2 separate regions of the Mus musculus genome follow, and region 1 is linked to region 2. Evidence: chromatin contacts called from public HiChIP or PLAC-seq data. All regions are on one chromosome and are shown on one strand. The core of a region is the stretch at or near the end of the contact, and the rest is flanking DNA. Distances in the headings are between cores, read along the strand shown. Region 1 holds the start of Chad (chondroadherin). Region 2 overlaps Abcc3 (ATP-binding cassette, sub-family C (CFTR/MRP), member 3).

The links. HiChIP or PLAC-seq counts read pairs in DNA pulled down with a chosen protein or histone mark.
Region 1: a contact with region 2 is called in a FOXA1 HiChIP or PLAC-seq map of pancreatic cancer cells. The contact joins the promoter of Chad here to the enhancer-like site in region 2. A contact is called at or near these places in 4 of 39 promoter capture datasets (the 3T3-L1 cell line, cranial neural crest, embryonic stem cells and 1 more), 2 of 484 Hi-C or Micro-C datasets (the G1E-ER4 cell line and brain), 2 of 115 datasets of contacts at active chromatin or transcription factors (fetal liver and pancreatic cancer cells) and 4 of 9 other capture datasets (adipose tissue, embryonic stem cells, liver and 1 more).

What each region holds. Positions count from the first base shown.
Region 1 is chr11:94,560,581-94,566,814 of GRCm38.p6, forward strand. It overlaps Chad (chondroadherin), which reads left to right and starts at 4,467. Exons shown (of 4, transcript NM_007689.5): 1 at 4,467-5,288. The coding sequence starts at 4,518. It overlaps Acsf2 (acyl-CoA synthetase family member 2), which reads right to left. Exons shown (of 16, transcript NM_153807.2): 11 at 2,231-2,338; 12 at 660-811.
Region 2 is chr11:94,362,947-94,369,531 of GRCm38.p6, forward strand. Abcc3 (ATP-binding cassette, sub-family C (CFTR/MRP), member 3) reads right to left here. Exons shown (of 31, transcript NM_001363187.1): 9 at 5,495-5,672; 10 at 5,235-5,396; 11 at 4,644-4,736; 12 at 2,080-2,283; 13 at 1,827-1,973; 14 at 1,406-1,493; 15 at 1,096-1,162; 16 at 751-877; 17 at 487-663. Among named protein-coding and RNA genes, the nearest start is that of Gm51871, 14 kb to the left of the region's middle. Within about 2 kb of position 2,550, at least 20 of the 459 cell types and tissues checked have an H3K27ac peak or open chromatin away from gene starts, as enhancers often do. A contact at or near this core is called in pancreatic cancer cells, where this site is marked.

The DNA of each region.
Region 1 (6,234 bases), core at 3,217-5,716, 200 kb after region 2:
CACTGGGGATAGAACTCAGGGTGACGTGCATGCTGAGCAGGCAGCACTCTACCCACCAGGCTGCCATTTCTTTCCCCTTATTGGACACAAGGTCTCTCGTAGCTCAGGCTAGCTCTCAACTCACTATATCGGTAAAGATAGTCTTTTTTGGGGAGGGGAGGGTTCGAGACAGGGTTTCTCTGTATAGCCCTGGCTGTCCTGGAACTCACTTTGTAGACCAGGCTGGCCTCGAACTCAAAAATCCGCTTGCCTCTGCCTCCCAAGTGCTGGGATTAAAGGCATGCACCACCACGCCTGGCTCGGTAAAGATAATCTTGAAGCCCTGATCCTAGACTCCTCTCTACCACGTGCTGGGGTTACAGGCACGTTCACCATGCCAGTTTATGTGGTGCTGAAGACTTCAAGCCTAGTAGACAAGGAGACTAAAAACTAAGATACATCTCCAGCGAGTCTTGGAGGTGCCCCCTGCCCACCCTGCCCCAGCACTGGGGTTTCCCATATGGCATCCAAGAACTAGATCTATTACTATGCTCCTGCCCCAGACAAATTTTGGAAACCAAGTCTCATGGTCAAGGGGGATCCTGTTTAGTTTTCCCAGCTCAGCCTTAGAACCCTAGCCCCACTTGGTAGCCAGTGTCCACACCATCGTGGTATCTCACCCTGTCCGATACCACTTGTCTTGTCCGACCGTCTCGAAGGTCTTCTGTGGCTCACCCCAGTAGCCCTGCATGACGCAGTACCCTCGGATATACAGCTCCCCAGGCACGTTCAGGTTGGTCAGCTCACCCGTCTCCACATTCACAATCTGGGCCTGGGACGGGAGAGTTTTCAGCTTGAGCCTCCAGCTCTCTTGCCTTGGGGATAGGGTCCTTGGAGATAGGGGTGGGGTGGGGGTGGGGGTGTGGGGGTGGGAACAGGGGGCTTTTCTTTCTCCTTCACCCTCTCAGAAATGAAGCTGCTGGCTCTACTCATGGCAGTCCAGGGAAAGGAAAGAGAGGCTTGAATAGATCCACTGCCATGAAGAGACCCACACTGGGCCTGAACCACGGGGAGGGTATGTCTCTATGGAGGGGTGCCACATGCCTTTTAAATTCCTGCCCTGGCTGTGTTTTTACACAGGATACTGAGGACAGGGTTGGGTAGTGAGCAGCCTTAAAGGAGGCCTGCTGGAGTGTTGTGCCAGATGCTGAATTATAAACCATGCAGAGGGCTGGAGAGGTGGCTCAGCGGTTAAGAGCACTGACTGCTCTTCTGAAGGTCCTGAGTTCAAATCCCAGCAACCACATGGTGGCTCACAACCATCCAAAATGAGATCTGATGCCCTCTTCTGGTGTGTCTGAAGACAGCTACAGTGTACTTACATATAATAAATAAATAAATAAATAAATAAATCTTTAAAAAAAAAAAAACCATGTAGAAGGGAAGGCCACTGTCTCCCCTCTTTTCCCACAAGGCAACAAAGAAGCTGAAGATGACCGCAGCGTCACGTGATCAGAACAGGGAGAACCCAAAATCCTAGCAGGCCAAGAGCCATGGCCAATGTGCCGAGGGAAGGTGGGTCTGGGTACTTCCATGTCTGCCCTTGAGGGATGGGAAGAAGGCTGTCTCTCTGACAAACCTCAGGGTACATCCCAAAGAGGGTGGCTGAGATGCTGTGGAGAACCAGTGCATGGGCATCCTCTAAGTTGCCCCAGAGAGGCACAGAAACTAAGTAAGATCTGAATAAAGCTACACGGTTGGAGCCAGAGAGGAGTCACAGCTAGGAGTCTGAGACTGAGGAGTATTCTGGGGCCTTTGAAGTGTAAGGGACCTTCAAGGGATATACACCTTGGGAAAAGAAGAATCCATGCTCAGACCAAAGAAGAATGAGAGGCAGGGGCAGCTACATAAGAGGAAAAAATTCCCTGTGTTCTGGCTCCTTTTTGAGACTGGCCTAGCTGCCCAAGACAGACAGTGGGCTTGGCAAAAACACACCTCAGACAGGAAGGGTGGCTGAGGAGAGGTTCGGCTGGCTGCTGCTCAGGGCTGCTGTCCCAGCTCCCCACCCCACCCCACCCCCCACCCCCGGCCAGCTCTCCCTGCTTCAGCCCACAGAGCCGGGCCAGGTCCAGCAAGCCCCCAGCACTGGGGCCTTCTGTATTTGAGTGAGCTGTTTAGATGTCTGATGGAAAGTCCTAACTGTCCTCACGCGGTGGGAGGTGGGCTCTGAGGGCATCCGTCGGGGGCTCACCTCCGTGTGAGGCATAATTCTGCCCACACTACCAGCCTTCTGCTCCAGGGTGTCCTCGGGAAAGTTCATGAAGGTCACGGGACTGTTCTCTGTGGTTCCATAAACAACCTAGAGGGGCCAAAAAAGACGGCTTGAAGGGAAGTGAGGGACAGAGGAGGGCTGGGGTGACCTACCCTAGGTAGCTGAACAGTAAGGACTGAGGTAAGCGAGGGGACAAGAGCCAGAGGTCAGAAGCCAGAAGTGCAGCTCTCTGCAGGGCCCCTGGTCTGAAACCAAATTGAGACTAGAAGCCAGTCCTCTCATGGCCAAGGTTCCGACACTGCCCTGTGATGCCTGTGGCTTCTGGCATCACTGATACCCATGGCTGCTCTCTCCATCTCCAGGTTGCTTTGGTCCTTCCGTCTTGATTTCAGGCCACAACAGCCTCCCTCTCTCTCTTCTTAGCCAAAGGCCTCATAAACTTGATGAGAAAGGCAGCCTGGCTTGGGATTGAGCTGGGAGTGGTACAGACACACAGACACCACTCCCCTCCAACCTGGGACAAGTGCCTGGCCTTAGGGTGGGTGCCCTACAAGCTCTGGAGATGATACTGTGTGTTTATTTTCATTAAAACAAAAATATAGCCAGAGCATGAATTTAAAAGGCCTGTGGCATGCATGTGCGCGCGCACACACACACACACACACACACACACACACCTACCCCTGCAACCTCCAGTGGTTAGAACATCCTGTGCATCAGGAAAACTAGCAGCCAGCCTAAATACCATCAGAGAACATTCTAGGCCAAGAATGACCCCCACACACCCCATTCTAGCGACAAGGAATAAGAAGGGCTTATGGGAAGTGCAGGCTTGGAGTCCAAATCCTACATCTATGTATTGAGTGTCATGAGAAGGTCTAGATACCTTGTCCTCTACCAGCTCTCTGTTGGTGGCCTCCATGCCCGCACACCATCAGGTGGTGTGGTTCTGGCGTAGTTGTGGTCTCCTCCACCACCTCCCAAAAACAGAAGCCATCTCTGGCCAAGCAACCCAGAGCTCACCCTGGGCCAAAGCTGTAACCTGCCTGCTCACCCTCCCTTCTCCACAGGACTCCAGACACTGTGGCTGGCAAGTGAACAGAAGCCTGGTCCACCAGGGCGGGGCTGCCCACAACCTAGCATCTGGCTAGCCAGGGTTGGTTGCCTGTAGCCAACACCCCACTTCCCACCAGCTCACACAGTCCTGGGGTCATTGCCCAGCTATGGCCTCTGCCAAGTACACATTGGCGCCACTAGGCTGCCACTCTGAGACCCCCCTTAGGGGTGGGTCCTAACCACCGGTGAGGGGAGGATCCGGAGATGAGGATATTTGGGGGAGATTAAGAAGGAGACTGTGCAACCATGCTTGTTCAGCGGCCTGTGGTCTCCAGGTGTGTTGCCAGTCAGTCCTGTGGTTCACTCCCCACACACACCAGTTCCCACATTTCTGTGTGGCCTTCAGCCCTAGAAAGGGGAATGAGGGTACAAAGGACAGGGAACAGGAAGCCCAGAGCTAAGAGAGGGGTCGTGAATAAGCCCACAATCCGGAGCTCTTACGGGCCTGGTGCCACTGGGCTCCGAGAAGGGGCAGAGCCAAACGCACGGCTGTCAGCTAGCCTCTGCAACCAGCTCCCCCACCTCCTTGGGATAAACTGAGGAACCCAGAAGCGGGAGCCCAACCCACAGCAGCTCTCACGCTCCGCCTGCGCCGCACAACAGTCCCATTAAAGCGCCGCCGGCTGGCCGACCGCGGTGAGACGCATCCGGCTGTCGGGCCCCACTTCCTCCCTCCCGGAGTCCAGGGTGACCTGTCTGCCAAGGGTGTATGGGGGAGGGAGACGTAGAGAACTCAAACTTGAGCAAATAAATAAGTTCTGGGAACACTTCCCTCTGCCCAGTGGAAATTCAGAGGCCCCTCGACACACCTATCACCGTCCACCCCACCTCGGGGTGTTGGTCCAGATAGAGGAGGGTAGGGGAAGGTGCAGCATAATGTTTGCAAACAGGAACCAAGGGGTTGGGGTTCAGGGGAAGGGCCCTCAGCCCTACACACGGTCTCCTGCTGTGAAAAGAGGCCCCCAGCCATCGAGGATGGGGACGCATCTCTGGGCGGGAAGGGGTTAAATCAGTGGCTTCGGTGCTCCACGTAGTAGCTGGCTCCGCTGCCAACTGCGGTCAAGGCTGCCCTATAAATGGGCCGGGAGACCCGAGAGTCGAGGACTTGTCGCTGCCTTAGCCCCCAGCCCAGGCTCAAGGCGTTCCAACCATGGCCCGCGCGCTCTTATTCAGTCTGGTCTTTCTTGCCATCCTCCTGCCTGCGCTAGCCGCCTGCCCCCAAAACTGCCACTGCCATGGAGATCTGCAGCATGTCATCTGCGACAAGGTGGGGCTGCAGAAGATCCCCAAGGTATCAGAGACAACCAAACTGCTCAATCTCCAGCGCAACAACTTCCCGGTGCTGGCTGCCAACTCGTTTCGGACCATGCCGAACCTGGTCTCCCTGCACCTGCAACACTGCAACATCCGCGAGGTGGCGGCTGGTGCCTTCCGAGGCCTGAAGCAGCTTATCTACCTGTACCTGTCCCACAACGACATCCGGGTATTGCGAGCTGGAGCCTTCGACGACCTGACTGAACTCACTTACCTCTATCTAGACCACAACAAAGTGTCGGAACTGCCCCGGGGGTTGCTCTCTCCTCTGGTCAACCTCTTCATCTTGCAACTCAACAACAACAAAATCCGAGAGCTGCGTGCTGGAGCTTTCCAGGGGGCCAAGGACCTGCGCTGGCTCTACCTGTCAGAAAATGCCCTCAGTTCCCTGCAGCCTGGTTCCCTGGATGATGTGGAGAACCTAGCCAAGTTCCACCTGGACAAGAACCAGCTGTCTAGCTACCCCTCAGCCGCCCTGAGCAAACTTCGGGTGGTGGAGGAGCTGAAGCTGTCTCACAACCCTCTGAAGAGCATCCCAGACAATGCCTTCCAGTCCTTCGGTAGATATCTGGAGACCCTCTGGCTGGATAACACCAACCTGGAGAAGGTAAGTGCCCCAGCTGCAGTTCTCCCGGCTCTTTCTAGGATGCCACCCCAGGACCACATCGGGACAGCATTCCCTCCTCCTGGACTCCTTGTCACTCAGATTATCCTCCAAAGCAAGGGGCCTTTGCCACTTCTCTCTGCATTGACACACACCCCTCCCCATCCTTCTCACCCTTACCTGGTCCCGAGGCTTCTCAGCAGGGCTCTCTTGGGACTCCTTGTAAGAGATGGAACTGTTCTGGTCCCACAAATGGCCTCTGGGGAGGCATCTGCCCCAGACCCCACGGTTAACAGCAGACACCTCTTCCTGTTGGACTTTCCACCCCTCTCTTACCAGTCTCCTGCAAGCCTACCATTTCATAAAGGAAGGTTTGTCTACTGAGGCACCTTCCAGAAGCTGAGAGAACACAAAGAGTGCCTGTTCCCAGTGGGTGCTGGCCTGTGTTGCTAAGGTAAAGTGAGAGGCCAGAGGATGAATTGGGGAGCAGGTACCTTAAGGAGAACTCTCCCACACCCTCGTCCCATTCCCTCCGTGGGTCGAAACACACTCAATTTTATTGCAACCTCGGGTCGATTTCAAATAAGGACGGGAAACCAAGACACGGAGACCTGACTTGGCTTCACCGAGTTGCTGGCTTGGTGCTCTTGCAGCCCGTGAATAAACACATGCAATCCCTGGCACACGCCCCCCCAAGTGTCTCCTCAGAGCACAGACTGACTGTCTCACTGTCCAGCAGACAGTTTGTTGACTTTTGCTTTCCCCAGTCACCAGATCCCAGACTCCTCAATTCTTCCTCCCTTGGGATGCTCAGGCTAGCCTGGTCGGGGCTGTCTAGGAGCAAAGTCCTTTTCAGGGAATCACCCTGGTACACAACACAGTTTCAGCCAGAAGGTTCGGGCAGAGACCAGAGCGAGGTAGAGTAGTTTTGTTTGTAGAGAACGTCACA
Region 2 (6,585 bases), core at 1,300-3,799:
CCATTAAGAGTCAGCTCAAGGGGCTGGAGAGATGGCTCAGAGGTTAAGAGCACTGGCTGCTCTTCCAGAGGTCCTGAGTTCAATTTCCAGCAACCCCATGATGGCTCACAACCATCTGTAATAGGATCTGATGCCATCTTCTGGTGTGCATGAAGACACATACACATCTACAATAAATAAGTAAACAAATCTTAAAAAAAAAAAAGTCAGCTCCAAAGCGATGCTTCTCCTTATATAGACCCTCTGCCTCCCTCCCTTCTACTACCCTGCATAAAAAGACCTTTGCCATGATCTTGGGAAATTCTGTGGTCCCTGTCTGTTCATGAGTTGTCCTCCCTGGTCTAGAGAGAGCTGTTTCCCCAGTACCTGGTACAGAGCTAGGCATGATGGTACATGAACCCCTGAGCAAGTAAGAGAATCTGAGATTGGGCTCTGGCTAGCAGCCTCCTGAGCTGGCCCCTCGGGGATGAGAAGTTGGTTCCGTACCTTCTCTCCAATCTCTGTCTGGTCCCCACCAGGAAGCACATCTAGGTCAGCTAGCAGGGCACATGTCTCCAGAGCCTGTTGGTAGCGCTTGGGGTTCATGGGTTGGCCAAATAGCACATTTTCCTGAAGTGTGCAGTTCTGGATCCATGCCTGCTGGGGCACGTAGGCCACAGAGCCCTGGCCAATGAGAAGGGAGAAGGTACCTTAGGGTTTGCTTGAGGCTGGCCAGACTTTATGGCTTTTTAGAAACCTTCCCCCTCTCACCTTTACAGACACCACACCTTCCAGCTTCTCCATCTCTCCGAGTAAGGCAGACACCAGAGAAGACTTCCCACAGCCCACAGGTCCCACCACAGCCACCAATGCCCCCTTCGGGATTTGAATGTTTAGGCTAGGAGCAAGAAGAAGCGGTCAGGGGTGGGGCTTGGGTTTGATCCAAGTCTTCCTTCTGTAGCCCCAAGGCCTCCTCCCTCCCCGATGCCACCCTGGCAAGAACAGGTTCTTCTTGCATTCCCTGTCAAAGCCAGCGACAAGGAGAGAAAGGGCTATGTTTGATCTGACCTGTGTCTGCTTTGGAGAGCTGGCAAGTGAGTGAGAGAGGACTGTTACCTGTGCAGGGTGGGCGGCAGGTCCTGGGCCCAGGTGAAGGTGCCGTTGTGTATGGTGATGGCGTAGCCTAGGAGGACCAAGATACATAGGGGGTCAGTGGGTCTAGGACATTGGAAGAAGTGTGGGAGGAGCTTGGGCAAGGAGAGGATCCCTGGAGCACCGACAGAGGGAGGAGCATGAGGAGCCCTCGGGGAGGAGAAAAGGAGAACTGATCAACAGAGGGGCTTCAGAGTTCAGGGAGAAGAGGGGATCAGAGGAGGAGTCTTAGAAAGCTTGGGGCAGGACCGCCCTGGAGTAAGAGTGTTGGGACCTGGGGAGATGGTCTTTCTTTCCACACATTGGGGGTCAAGTTCATTTTGGTTCAGGAAATCCTGGATCCGTTTCAGAGACACGCTGGCCTGCAGGAGGGTGTGGATTAGCCTCACCATTGCTCCATGGGTCCCCAACTTCTGGGGCTAAGCAGGGCTCCCTGAGGACCAACTCACTAATTCTGGGACCCCCTCCTATAACCAATCTTGCGTGGCTCCCACTGCCTGAAGAGAAGGTCTTGTTTGCTAAAAGGAGTCTGTGTCAGAAACTCAGGCCCTGTGACTCCAAACCACCCATGTAACTAACTTTTATGGCTTTCCCTGCTGCCCTCTCCCCACTTGATTATCCGTTGACCCTAAGTGAATCCTGCTTGACCTCCCCACATATCCTAAGTCCAACAGACACCCCGCTTGCCTTGGTACCTGGGTCAGTCCACTGATTAACTGAGGCAGCATGTTGAGGGGGATCTTTAAGATATTGAACAAAGACAGGGACACAAAGGCCTTCTCGGCATCCAGTACATTGCTCTCGTCCACATACACGTACACTCCGAGGGTGATCAGGGTCACCTGGATAACACGGGGAATGAGTGTCATGGTGGAATTCCCCGGAGAACCCCAAGACCTGGGCTGGCCTACCAACTGACAGGAACCCCATGCCAGTGGAGAGCCTCACCAGAAATGGGGTGCAGATCCAGATGAAGGTGGAGATGGCCTGCAGGTAGGCCCCCTTCCGGAGCAGCTGAAGTTCACTCTGCCTGATCCCTTTCACCTGCTCCAAGAAGCTGGGCTCCCAAGCGTACAGCTTGAGCACTTTGATGCCGTTCAGGATCTCGCTCATCAGCTTGATGCGGGAGTCCTTGAACTTCATTTGCTTTACCTGTGAGGGAAGGAACAGTGGCTCACCCTCTCCCCTCCCCAGACCTCCTATCCACTGGGCTCCCACCTCCCGTACCAGACCATCTATTGTAGCTATTACATGTTGCTTGACATGCCTCCCCACCCCACCTCCAGTGCCCAACCCCATCCCTGTGTCCCCTGTGTCCCCTGACTCAGAAGAGCAGCTCCGTGTTTAGTGTCACCACCACTAACCTTGCCAGACAGCATTCTTGACCCTTGACTTCCGTTCCCATTCCCTACCTATTTACACAATGCTCCCAGTCAGACTGTGAGGCTCCCATGGGCAGAGATTGTTTTCCTGTTCACTCAGATCCTAATCTAAGGCTTGACATAACCACATGGATTTATACACTCAGCTCTTGTTTACTGAGTGGCTATGTGCCAACCCACGTGCCAGATGCAGGCTATCATGAGGAGCAATTGAGAGGAGATGGTCCTCATACAGTTGACAGTTTGATGGTAGAGGCAGACAGATCTGTGTAAGCCTAAGGCTAGCCTGGTCTACAGAGTGAGTGCCAGGACTACATGGAGAAGCACCTGTCTCACAACAAACTGGGCCTACACCATCTCATACTATTTCCTCTATTATAAGTAGCTATTATATGTTGCTCGACAAATATTTCCCCAAATAGATACTTAATTGGAAATAAAATTGTGATCCAAAGGGAAGGAGCAGGATGCAGGTAGGGGATAAACAGGTGAGGGCAGGGGAATGACCTTGGGGTAATCAAGGCAGTTCTCTGAAAGAAGTGATGCTTATGCTGAGAGATAAAGAAAGGGAAGGAGTTAAAGAGGCAAAGAGAGTGAGGAATATACCAGGAAGAGAGAATAGTCCATGTAGTCACCCAGATGTACACACATCTGGAATGTGGTCATCCCATGAGGATTAGGAATGTAGACATGCAAGAACCAAGGGAGCCTTGAGGGTGGTCATGGTGGTTTGAAGGAGAATAGCCCCTTCTCCTCATAGGCTAATATGTTTGAATGCTTAGTCACCAGAGAGTAGCGTTGTTTGAAAAGATTAGAAGGATTAGGAGGCATAGCCTTGTTGGAGGGAATGTGTCCCTTGGGGTGGGCTTTGAGGTTTCAAAAGCCCATGCCAAGCCCAGGGTCTCTCTCCCTTTGGATGAGAATGTAGCTCTCAACTACTTTTCTAGCACCATGTCTGCCAAGCCTGCTGCCATGCTTCCTACCATGATGATAATGGATTACATCTCTGAAACTCTAAGTAAGCCCCCAGTTAAATGCTTTCTTTTTTTTTGAATTATTTTTTTTAATTAGGTATTTTCCTCATTTACATTTCCAATGCTATCCAAAAAGTCCCCAATACACTCCCCCCCCCCACTCCCCTACCCACCCACTCCCACTTTTTGGCCCTGGCGTTCCCCTGTACTGGGGCATATAAAGTTTGCAAGTCCAATGGGCCTCTCTTTCCAGTGATGGCCAACTAGGCCATCTTTTGATACATATGCAGCTAGAGTCAAGAGCTCTGGGGTACTGGTTAGTTCATAATGTTGTTCCACCTATAGGGTTGCAGACCCCTTTAGCTCCTTGGGTACTTTCTCTAGCTCTTCCATTGGGGGCCCTGTGATCCATCCAATAGCTGACTGTGAGCATCCACTTCTGTGTTTGCTAGGCCCCGGCAGCTTTCTTTTATAAGAGTTGTCTTGGTCATGGTGTCTCTTCCCAGCAACAGGGCAATGACTAAGATGGTGGTCTCAGGTGGTTTGTCATTTATTCTATGTGTAGAGAGAGCTGCTGAAGACACCAGTAATCATTTGCAGATGGATAATTCACTGCCTGGTTATCAACTCTTTTTTTCTTTTTTTTTTTAAAGATTGATTTTATATATATATATATATATATATATATATATATATATATATATATATATATATATATGAGTACACCATTGTTTTCTTCAGACACACCAGAAGAGGGCATTAGATCCCATTACAGATGGTTGTGAGCCACCATGCGGTTGCTGGGAATTGAACTCAGGACCTCTGGAAGAGCAGTCGGTGCTCTTAACTGCTGAGCCATCTCTCCAGCCCCTGGTTATCAACTCTTATCACTATAAAGTGGGAACACATTTGAGTAACTGCTCTACCTGTCTCTGGACTGCCTCAGTTACTCTGGCCTTGGTCTCATTGCTGTGAAATTAGACTGTCATTACAATGATAGGGATTGAGAGGGGTAAAGTTTGTACAAGGGGCTGTGGCTTTCCCCATTCAGTAGAGGGAGTGGAGAAGCCCAGATAGTACAAGATGAACTGGTTCTTGGTACCCCTCCCCCCACTCCAAAGCTGGTATTACCATCTAAAGTAGATGCCTCACCCACCTGGTAGGTCTTCATCTTCATGGACACAGCTCCATTGAGTGGTATCAGCAAGACTATCACAGCCACTCCAGCCAGAGCTGATGGGCCCAGGATCTAAGGAGGCACAGACAAGTAGAGGGTCAGGCAGGACAGAGCTCAGCAGAGACTGACTGATTTGAAGTATGATGGGCAAGGAGACAGAAAGCCACAACCATATCAATAGAAGCAGCCACCTAACAGATAATGACCACAGATGGCCAGTAGCACCCTTGGAGAAGGATATTCAAACTGGTTGTGTTGGCATAGGTCTGGAATTCTACTACTTAGATGGTTTGGGCTACACAGTGATTTCAAGATCAGCCCAAGCAACTTAGTGAGGTCACCTCCCTCCATCTTGAGATGAAAATTCAAAGGACAGACAGAGGTGTTAGTAGGAGAATGTGTATACCCCTTGCCCCTGGCTTTTGAGGAGTGAATCTCAGCCTAGGATAGGAAGACTGAATGGCCAAGGTCTCCTACCTAGGGATGGTCTTATGGGCACGACACAGTTCATCTATAAGCAGAGATAGATGTGATCAGAGGAAAGGGCAGAGCTCAAAGTTCAGGAACTACCTGCCAGAGGAAGTATATTGCCAGGATGACCTGCAAAGGTGCAGACCACAGCAGATTGATGAAAGGGGAGACATCCATGAAGCGCTGAGCATCCACTGACATGAGGTTGACCATTTCTCCCACAGTGGACTCCCGTTTGACTGAGTTGGTGATGACCAGAGCCTGAAGATGAAGAGATGAAGGGGATAGACCAAGCCCAGGAGCTTCTCTCAAGCAGCCCAGAACTGACCTCTCCCAGTACGCATCCCACCCTGGCTGACCTTCCTGTAGATGACACCTATAATAGCAGTCCGTAGCCTCAAGGCCATCACAAAGATGCAGTGGTAATATTGGTGTAAGATCAATGTCTGCATGGTGGAGCTCAGGAACATCAGTCCGGCCAGCAAGAAGCCCCACCAGGTGGGGGCCGTGGGGTCAGAAATAAACCTGATGAGTATACTGCAGGGGGGGGGGGAGACCAGGTATGAGGCTGGTTTGCTCTTCTCAGTCTTCTCTCATGCAATAGCTCTTATCATCAGCCTTGCCTGCTTGTCCTCACCTCCTTGGATGTCACGGCAAGCAGAAGAGGCAATTTTCATTGGCTAGATCTTCTTACTCATTCTCCTGGGCTGCTGAGGGGGTTCTAGAACCCACCACAGGGCCACAGGAACTTTCATTCCACAAATCCTCCCAACTCGTGACCCCCAGTGCTATCTGCTATCTTTGCTGGGGCTCTTGTCTACCTCTCCTATGGCTGTCTTCATCTTTCTCCTATTACCTCCTGGCCTGTCCCCACTCCTTGACACTCTCAACAGCTCCCCTTATCTTTCCCCCTATACTCATTGAGAATTCCCTGCTGTTCCCAAAGCTTCCAAGCTTCCCCAAACTCATCCTTTGCTCCAATCTTATAAGAGGAGTTGTTCTTCTGACTTTCCAAACCCTATCTTGTCTCCCTGAGCCCAGGATCCAATCTTCCTGTTGGGGAAGACCCAACAGGAAGACTGGATTCCCATTGTTGCATGACATTCAATATCGTCACCTCTTCTGTGCCTTCACTTCGGAACAGGAGCAAGACTCATCATGTTATAGAACAAGCCTCCTCTTGACCTCAGGGAGCTTTCCAGTCACCATCAGAGTCAAGCCTGCCGTTCTCCTAGAGGCTGATTTGTGTCTTGACCCTCTGGTACCTATGAATGTGACTGCATGTGGATATGGAATCTTTGTGGCTAGAATTGGTTATGAGGTGAAGTAATGCAAGTACTGTTGTCTTTATCAGAAGAGAGGGAAATTTTCACACAGAGAGACAGGGGAGAGAGAGAGAAAGAGAGAGAGAGAGAGAGAGAGAAGAGAAGAGAAGAGAAGAGAAGAGAAG